Regions from separate parts of the Mus musculus genome. Here region 1 is linked to region 2. A link is a contact called in public HiChIP or PLAC-seq data. All regions are on one chromosome and are shown on one strand. Each heading gives the region's core, a stretch centred on a gene start, on an enhancer-like site or on the middle of the called end of the contact. The rest is flanking DNA. Distances are from core to core; before and after follow the strand shown.

Evidence for each region. HiChIP or PLAC-seq counts read pairs in DNA pulled down with a chosen protein or histone mark.
Region 1: a contact with region 2 is called in an H3K27ac HiChIP or PLAC-seq map of the HPC-7 cell line, with 6 times the contacts expected there. The contact joins two enhancer-like sites. A contact is called at or near these places in 1 of 15 datasets of contacts at CTCF or cohesin (the NIH/3T3 cell line), 1 of 484 Hi-C or Micro-C datasets (the HPC-7 cell line) and 2 of 115 datasets of contacts at active chromatin or transcription factors (the HPC-7 cell line and embryonic stem cells).

The regions. Positions count from the first base shown.
Region 1 is chr8:68,605,541-68,609,241 of GRCm38.p6, reverse strand. The region is part of intron 2 of Csgalnact1 (chondroitin sulfate N-acetylgalactosaminyltransferase 1); the gene reads left to right. Among named protein-coding and RNA genes, the nearest start is that of Csgalnact1, 130 kb to the left of the region's middle. Within about 2 kb of position 2,406, at least 40 of the 459 cell types and tissues checked have an H3K27ac peak or open chromatin away from gene starts, as enhancers often do. A contact at or near this core is called in the HPC-7 cell line, where this site is marked.
Region 2 is chr8:68,415,092-68,418,809 of GRCm38.p6, reverse strand. The region is part of intron 4 of Csgalnact1 (chondroitin sulfate N-acetylgalactosaminyltransferase 1); the gene reads left to right. Among named protein-coding and RNA genes, the nearest start is that of 1700125H03Rik, 48 kb to the right of the region's middle. Within about 2 kb of position 2,024, at least 12 of the 459 cell types and tissues checked have an H3K27ac peak or open chromatin away from gene starts, as enhancers often do. A contact at or near this core is called in the HPC-7 cell line, where this site is marked.

The DNA of each region.
Region 1 (3,701 bases), core at 1,157-3,656, 190 kb before region 2:
GCATCAGTACTAATTGACATCTGCTTTCCATACTGGCCTTGTATAGGTTTTCAAAGTTTTACCATCCATGATACCTACAAGAAGGGTTCTTCTCATGTAAAAATGAGACCCTGTAAAATTATTTTGGCTCATTCATTTCTTTTTCCCAATGCAAAAGCCTATGCCATATAAATTGCAACAGGAACTTTAGCATCATTGGCACAAGCTCCTTATTAGGCAGCAGTGTGGAATTCCAATTAGCCTGATTAGCTTTCATCATCCATTTTCCTTTGGACTATTCTTGAAATTATATTTTATTTGAAAGATACATTTATTTTATGTGTATGGGTGTTTTGTCTGCATGCAGATGTATATGTGCGCAATGCCTGCATGGTACCCACTGAGATTAAAAGAGGGCAATGGGTATCCTAGAACTGGAGTTACATGAAGTTGTAAATGCCATGTAGGTACTGGCAGAGGAACTTGGGTCCTTGGCAAGTGCTCTAAACCATTGAACTTTCTCTACAGATCCATGAAAATCACAATTTAAACGTTCTTTCTTGACAGTAAGGATTCCAGTGAGTATTCTCCTTGATACATGTGAGCACGTCACTGCAAATCCAGGAAGCACTTCATATGTTGCCCTTTGTTGTTGGGGGTCAAACAGATGTGACTCACCTATGGTTTAAGTAAAGGAGCTCTTTCCTGGAGGAGGAAAGGAAAGGAAAAAAAGTCTGTCAGTGTTGTTAGCAGCCTCAGCTTTCTGTCTGACTAAGGACTGTAAGGCTTTAGTTCTCAGACTCTATCTCCTGGTTTGAGAAGCTCTCAAGCTTCACAATTTAGGAGCATTTCTTCTCCTAGGGCCTGCACAACAGCTCTTGTTTAGACAGCAGCTAGGGAACTGAGGCTCTAGGGTGTTTTGTGCAGAACAAAACAGCTTTCACATTGCTTCAGATGTGATGTCATAGGTTTAGCAGCCCTTTGACCTTTCTTCCTGGCTTAGGTTTCTGTGTAGCGAATTAATGGGATCAGAAGGGAAGATGTTTTCTGTGGTACTTTGTGAATAAAAAATACTGCCATTAATTATTATTTAGAAAGGCATAATTTTTTCTTAAACTCTGCCTTTTGAGCACCCCTAGGCCCCATTGTGTCAGTATAAGCCTTATTAACCAAGGGTAAGCATACTACACCTTTCTCCTGCTCTCCCATTTGGACATAAAGCCTGTTACTGTTGATTGTTCTATAGTTGGTCTTCCTGAGAATGAGATTTCCTTTAAGTCAGCCATTTTCATTACTGGGTAGTGTGTCTCTTTAATGTTATTCTTTTAGAGAGGCTAGTAAAACATTTGCATTTGCTCCCATTCCTTTATTCTTTGTAAAGTCCTAAAGAGTCAGAGAGGGCTCATTAAGGAATGGACTACCATGATGGACAGCCTTTCCTTATTGCTAAACCATAAAAGATGGGGAGAAAATGGGGGCATTTGTAGTGTTTAAAACTTTCATTAAATGGTAAGTGGTGGTTTTGACTGACCTTGGAAATTACCTACATCTTTTTAGTGCTTTCATGCCAGCCTGTGGTCTACAGAAGTGTTAGTAGTCTGTTGGATTTACAAAGTATCTCCCCAGAGGCCCGGTGGTGCTCCTTTGTAATATGATTGATGGATTCACCCTGTACCTCCTGGCTTGCAGAAGTAACTTCTCAGTAACATTTCTCTTCTTCCCTTTCACTTACATAACCACTCCTCGCACTATTTAAGTTCCAGTTCTTTTGTACATTTGTATTTCTGTGGTAACTACAGCTCAAGCACTCTTCTCTGCTTCAATGTCTTCTCCTCTATTGTTTCTGTTCCTCTAGCTAATGATTTACTTTGTGGTATGATAACTTTTTGTGTGTGCTATTAAAAACCATAACCAATTAGGATAATGAGCCGGCAGAAATTAAAAATCTTACAGGACAGAAAACAGAAGGGTGTGTCTGAGGTATGGTTGAACCTAGAGACAAGTTAAGCAGTGTTGGTGGGGACAGACAACTTGGGGGAGGGTCCTTTCCTCTCTTGCCCTTCAGATGGTCTTACCTGCTTCCATTTCTGCTCAGCCCTTGGGAGTCCTGGATTCACTTTGGGCAGAAATTGGTCCAGGGGTATGTTTCTTAGCTGAAACCTGAAAGATGAGCGGATGCCCTCACATGCAAAGGCAGGGAAGGGGCCTGCAGGTGGTTCAGCACACACTAAAGCTGGGAAGCTAGGACTGAATCCTAATGTGACGATTTTTGTTTCCCAGGAACTGTCAGCTTAGGCTGGCAGCCAAGGTTTTCCTCTATCTTCCCCTCCAGCTTCCTCCTAGAAGCTGACAGAAGCCAGTGCCACTTCCTGTGGCCTGATCTAGCTTCTGCCTCCTGTTTTAAACTGATAACCTAGAGTGGAGTTGCATAAGCATCTTCTGGGTAATTAGTTAATTATCTGCACCAGGCACCTGGCTTCTGGCATGTTATACAACAATAACGATATAACGACTTCCAGTCTCTCCATGTTGTCACAAATGACAGAATGTCATCCTTCTTTATGGCCAAGTAGCTTTCCATTGTATATACAAATTCTACCCGCATATCCACTCAGCATTATGGCTATTTAGGATGATTTTATCTCCTAACTACAAATGGTGATATAATAGACATGAGAATGGGGCCCTTTTGAGAGTTGGTTCAAGTATATGCTCAATTTTGATTGACGTACTTGTTATATCTACACTATCACTCCTGTACTTTAGGCTCAGGGATCACTGTGAAAGGAGTACAAAGACTGTAGGAGACAGAGTCAGGGAGTTTGCTGTGAGAGTCTGTCTCCTAGTAATGTCAGAGGCTATAGCCATGAAGTCCATCAACATGGCAGCATAAACCTGACCTAAACAAGGACAACAAGGATTACACCAGTAGACATGCTAATGTATATGGGGGAAAGGTCATGATGTTTTAATCCTACACAAAGAACTGCAGGCAACTAAGGAATGCTGAGAGCTGAAGAAATAGCCTTCCCCAGGGAAGAGTGTATCAATTGGTTCTCCAACACCGAATGGTCTGCCCTGAAAACTTACACATACAAGGATCATAATACAGACTGAACAGGTCGTGTTTATGTATGAAAGCTTGTGTGTGTGTGTGTATGTGTGTGTGTGTAAGAAAAATTAAAAAAAAAAGAGGCCATGAATTTGAAAGACAGGAAGGGACATGGAGTACATGGGAGGGCTTAGAGGGAGAAATTGGTAACAGGTAATGATGTAATTACAGTATAATAGCAACAAATAAAATAAATACTTAAAAATTATACACAGTAAACACATAAATCAAGACACCACGTTGTACCCCTTAAATATGCAGCTGTTGTAGGTCATTGACAAAGCAATAAAGACAAAAATAGCAAGCAAATCAATAGGGATAATTTAGAGTTGACTCTTACACAAAGGGTATAGAACTTCCCTGGTTATCTTTTCTGTCAGATACAAATGACCCTTGAATGTTAGCCCTGCCCTAACAGTGAAATGCTGATTCTGAGTTGCCCATCCTCTTATTTATTTTACCTTTTAAGAACCAAGATTTGACTTTACCATCAGATCAACCCTGAAGGGCAACTGCTAGCTAGATAAGCTGCATTAGACTTAATGTGTGTGGGATAACATTAACAGTTTCTATAGGCTTATTTTCTCTTCTATGCATGCAGTCATATTAA
Region 2 (3,718 bases), core at 775-3,274:
CACTAACAGCACTCCTCTTATGCCCATTTTACCACCTTTAATTCCTTATCTGTTGCTCCAAATTCTGATCCCCTGTGTTCCCATTTGTGTCCTGTGTGAGGTTCTAGATAATTACATGTCTTTACCAAGTGCTTTTCTGGGTTGTGGAGCCATCTACCTGTCAGTTCCTCCGTCTACCCCTGTGTTCTCATTAGTTACTCTTTGCTCCTTTACTTCAGCATTAGAAATTGTTTCTCCATCTGTCTTTTTGCCACTCCCTCTACATTCTGCCCAATTGTATTTGTTCCCTTTCTAGTCAAACACATCCCCCATCTTCTCTGTGCCATCTGTGTAACAAATCTTTATTGTGTTTCAGAAACATAGGCTGGCTTTTAAAATGCCGACCCTCTAGTCAGAGGAGCAGTAATGAACAGGCAGGTGGCCTGTAGGTAGTTAAGGAGCTTGAATAATGGAGATGTGGTGGAGTGGCTGGGGCAGGGATTAAGAGGTTCAGAGGGTGAAACAGAGGCCTGTCTAGGGAAGTGCCTACTGAGTTGAGACCTACATTATAGGAAGAATCTAGCTATGTTGGTATCTGGGGAAGATCTAAGACATGGAAGAAATGAGGCAAAGGTCCTGAGGTAAACTTGACAGTTGCAAAATGGAAGAAATCTACTCATTTCTCTGCTGCAACTTTGATGGCCATGAGCTTTCAGGTTGACTTCAGCCTGGCTTGTAACCCTGCCACTTCTCTGAAGCCACTATTGGTGTGATTGCTAAGGAGATCCTTGCCCCATTCCCTGGGATGCTTTGATCCTCTTCTTATCAAACCTTTAAGAGGTATTTTTCGTTTCACACTGGTTCTCTGACATCACTACCTTCTGCCTCTGAGTCCTCCTGTCACGGACACATCTCAGTCCTCTTTTGAAGATCCATGCACACTGTGTCTGAAGGTATATATACCCCCCTGTTAACATGATAGGTATCTATCTATCTATCTATCTATCTATCTATCTATCTATCATCTATCTATCTATTTATCTATCTATCTATCTTCCATTTATTCATCTATTCCTGTATCTATTTCAAATGACTAATAATATGACAAATAATTTAATGTTTTGCTTTTTTATACATTATAGATTTAATAAAGATGATTGATGTCCAAGCACCTCATTTGTGTGCACTCATATGTGTGATAAGAATATTAAAAATATCTTAAGTACTTTGAAATACATGATATTGTTGATCATGATCACCATATAAAACAATTGGTCACTAAAATATTTCCAGTCTGATACTTGGTACCTTTAAATGAACATCTGCTCCTTTCTCATCCCTTCCATCCCCTCCTTCTTCCAGACCATGGTAACCGCCATTCTATTCTCTGCTTCCTTTTCTGCTTTTCTGTTTTGTTTTGTTTTAGATTCCACATATAAGTGAGAATGCAATATTTGTATTTTAGTATTTGGCTGATTTTCCTTAGCAAAAATTTCTCAGATTCATGCACATTGTCACGCCTGGCTGCATATCTTCCTATTTCACACCAAGGGATGCTGAGGTCCCTTCCATATCATGAAAGTTAGGAACTGTGTTTTGGGTATACTGAGCTCCCACTTCCTTGGTAAAACACTCTTTCTAGGTTATCTCACCCACATCTGAAGCTTTAATTTATAGGGTGGAAATCTGCAAATCAATATCTCTATGAAAGTTTACCTAGTGACATAAGCCTACTTACTTGGCTGCTAAAATAAATATGTTCAGTTCTTAACTGATTTCTCACCTGTAGCTAGAATTATGTTTTATGTCTGCCCCAGCTCCCCCAGAGTTCCAGTCACCCGCCAAGTCCTTGCCAAACTCTTTTTTCCCTTATCTTATCTGTGGCTACCATCTTAAGAGCTTTACCTCTTCCTGTTGTTCCAGGGCCTTCCTTCCTGATGATTCCTGATCTCATTTCCTGTCATCTGCCCATGTGTTACTTTGCTATGCGGTGATTCTCCTAAGGCCTTATCTCTCCTCTGTTAAAACAATAAACTGACTTCACTTCACTGTGGCCCAGGATAAAGTCATGCCTGTGAGGATGACCTAGTGGGCACATGAGGCACGGCCCCCAGTGAGTCTCCAGTCTTATCTCCCACTTCTTTCACACACCCACATACTTCTGCAATCTATTCTTTTTCAACTCTGTAACATCTGCCCACCCTCAAAAAGCTGGTCTGTGTTTGTTTTGCTCTTTTCAGTGTCTTCGTGTATTCTGCCATCTTTCTTCGGTATGCTCTCTGATTATGTAGTCTTAAGAAACACCCACTGGAACTGCAACCCTATAGGTGGAACAACAATATGAACTAACCAGTACCCGGGAGCTCTTGTCTTTAGCTGCATATGTATCAAAAGATGGCCTAGTCGGCCATCACTGCAAAGAGAGGCCCATTGGACTTGCAAACTTTATATGCCCCAGTACAGGGGAACGCCAGGGCCAAAAAGGGGGAGTGGGTGGGTAGGGGATTGGGGAGTGGGTATGGGGGACCTTTGGGATAGCATTGAAAATGTAAATGAAGAAAATACCTAATTAAAAAAAAAAAAAGAAAGAAACACCCACTGAGTCTTCAGTCCTGGTAAGACACCTCCCAAGCTATCTGTAACTCCCGTCAGGTGGAGATGCATTTCCTTCTATTGTCTGACTGCTTAGGCTGATTCAGGCTGATGTGCCTATCATATAGTTATTTTGTTTACCTGTATGCTGTCTTCTCTAGTATATAAATGATTTTATCAGAAAAGTTCTATTTTCTTTAAGTGTGCTGTGTTTATGTGTGCCTTGTGGGGGGGAGGGGTGTGGGGGGTGTCTGTGTGTGCTCTACATGAGTGCAGATTCCCATGGAGGCCAGAAGAGATATAGTATCCGAGGCCCTGGAGCTAGTGTTACAGATAGTTGTGAGCTATCTGATGTGGATACTGTGAGCTGAACCCAGATCCTTGAGAAGACCACTACCTTTTACATTTTGATCTTGCCCTTGATTAACAACCCTCGTTTACAGCACAAAGCAGTTAGTGAGCCCTATCTTTCACACTGCCTGACAGCCAGAAGGAAAACACTGCCCTACCTTGAAAACACTGGAAGCTTAAATACACCTGCGTACCTCCTTATTCTCTAATACCCAACAAGGTTATTATGGTAGAATGTGTTAGAAGAAAGATAGTTGCTAGTCTTCTGAGGAGGCAATAAGCAACTTTAAGTAAGGCTCTCAGAAAGTGTAGGTGGGATGAGAAGTAGATAGCAGACTTGTCTGCTTCACTGTGACACGACCAAATGCACTCTGGAAAAATCTTTTTGTAAACATTTTCATTATTTACTTACTTTACGTCCTGATTGAAGCCCACCTCCCTCCTCTTCTCCCAGTCACACCCTAATACAACCCCTCCCCCAAGTCTCCCCTTCCTATGCTACCAACCTGCCCTGGCACATGTAACCAAATGTAGGAATCTTAAAAGGTAAGTCTTATGGGGTCTAGGAACGACATATTATCTAAGTGGAATTGTTATGATCCTTGAAATCACAAGTAGCAGAAGGGGGAATGTTACTGTTACTGTTACTGTTCGGCCATCACTGCAAAGAGAGGCCCATTGGACTTGCAAACTTTATATGCCCCAGTACAGGGGAATGCCAGGGCCAAAAAGGGGGAGTGGGTGGGTAGGGGAGTGGGGGGGTATGGGGACTTTTGGTATAGAATTGAAAATGTAA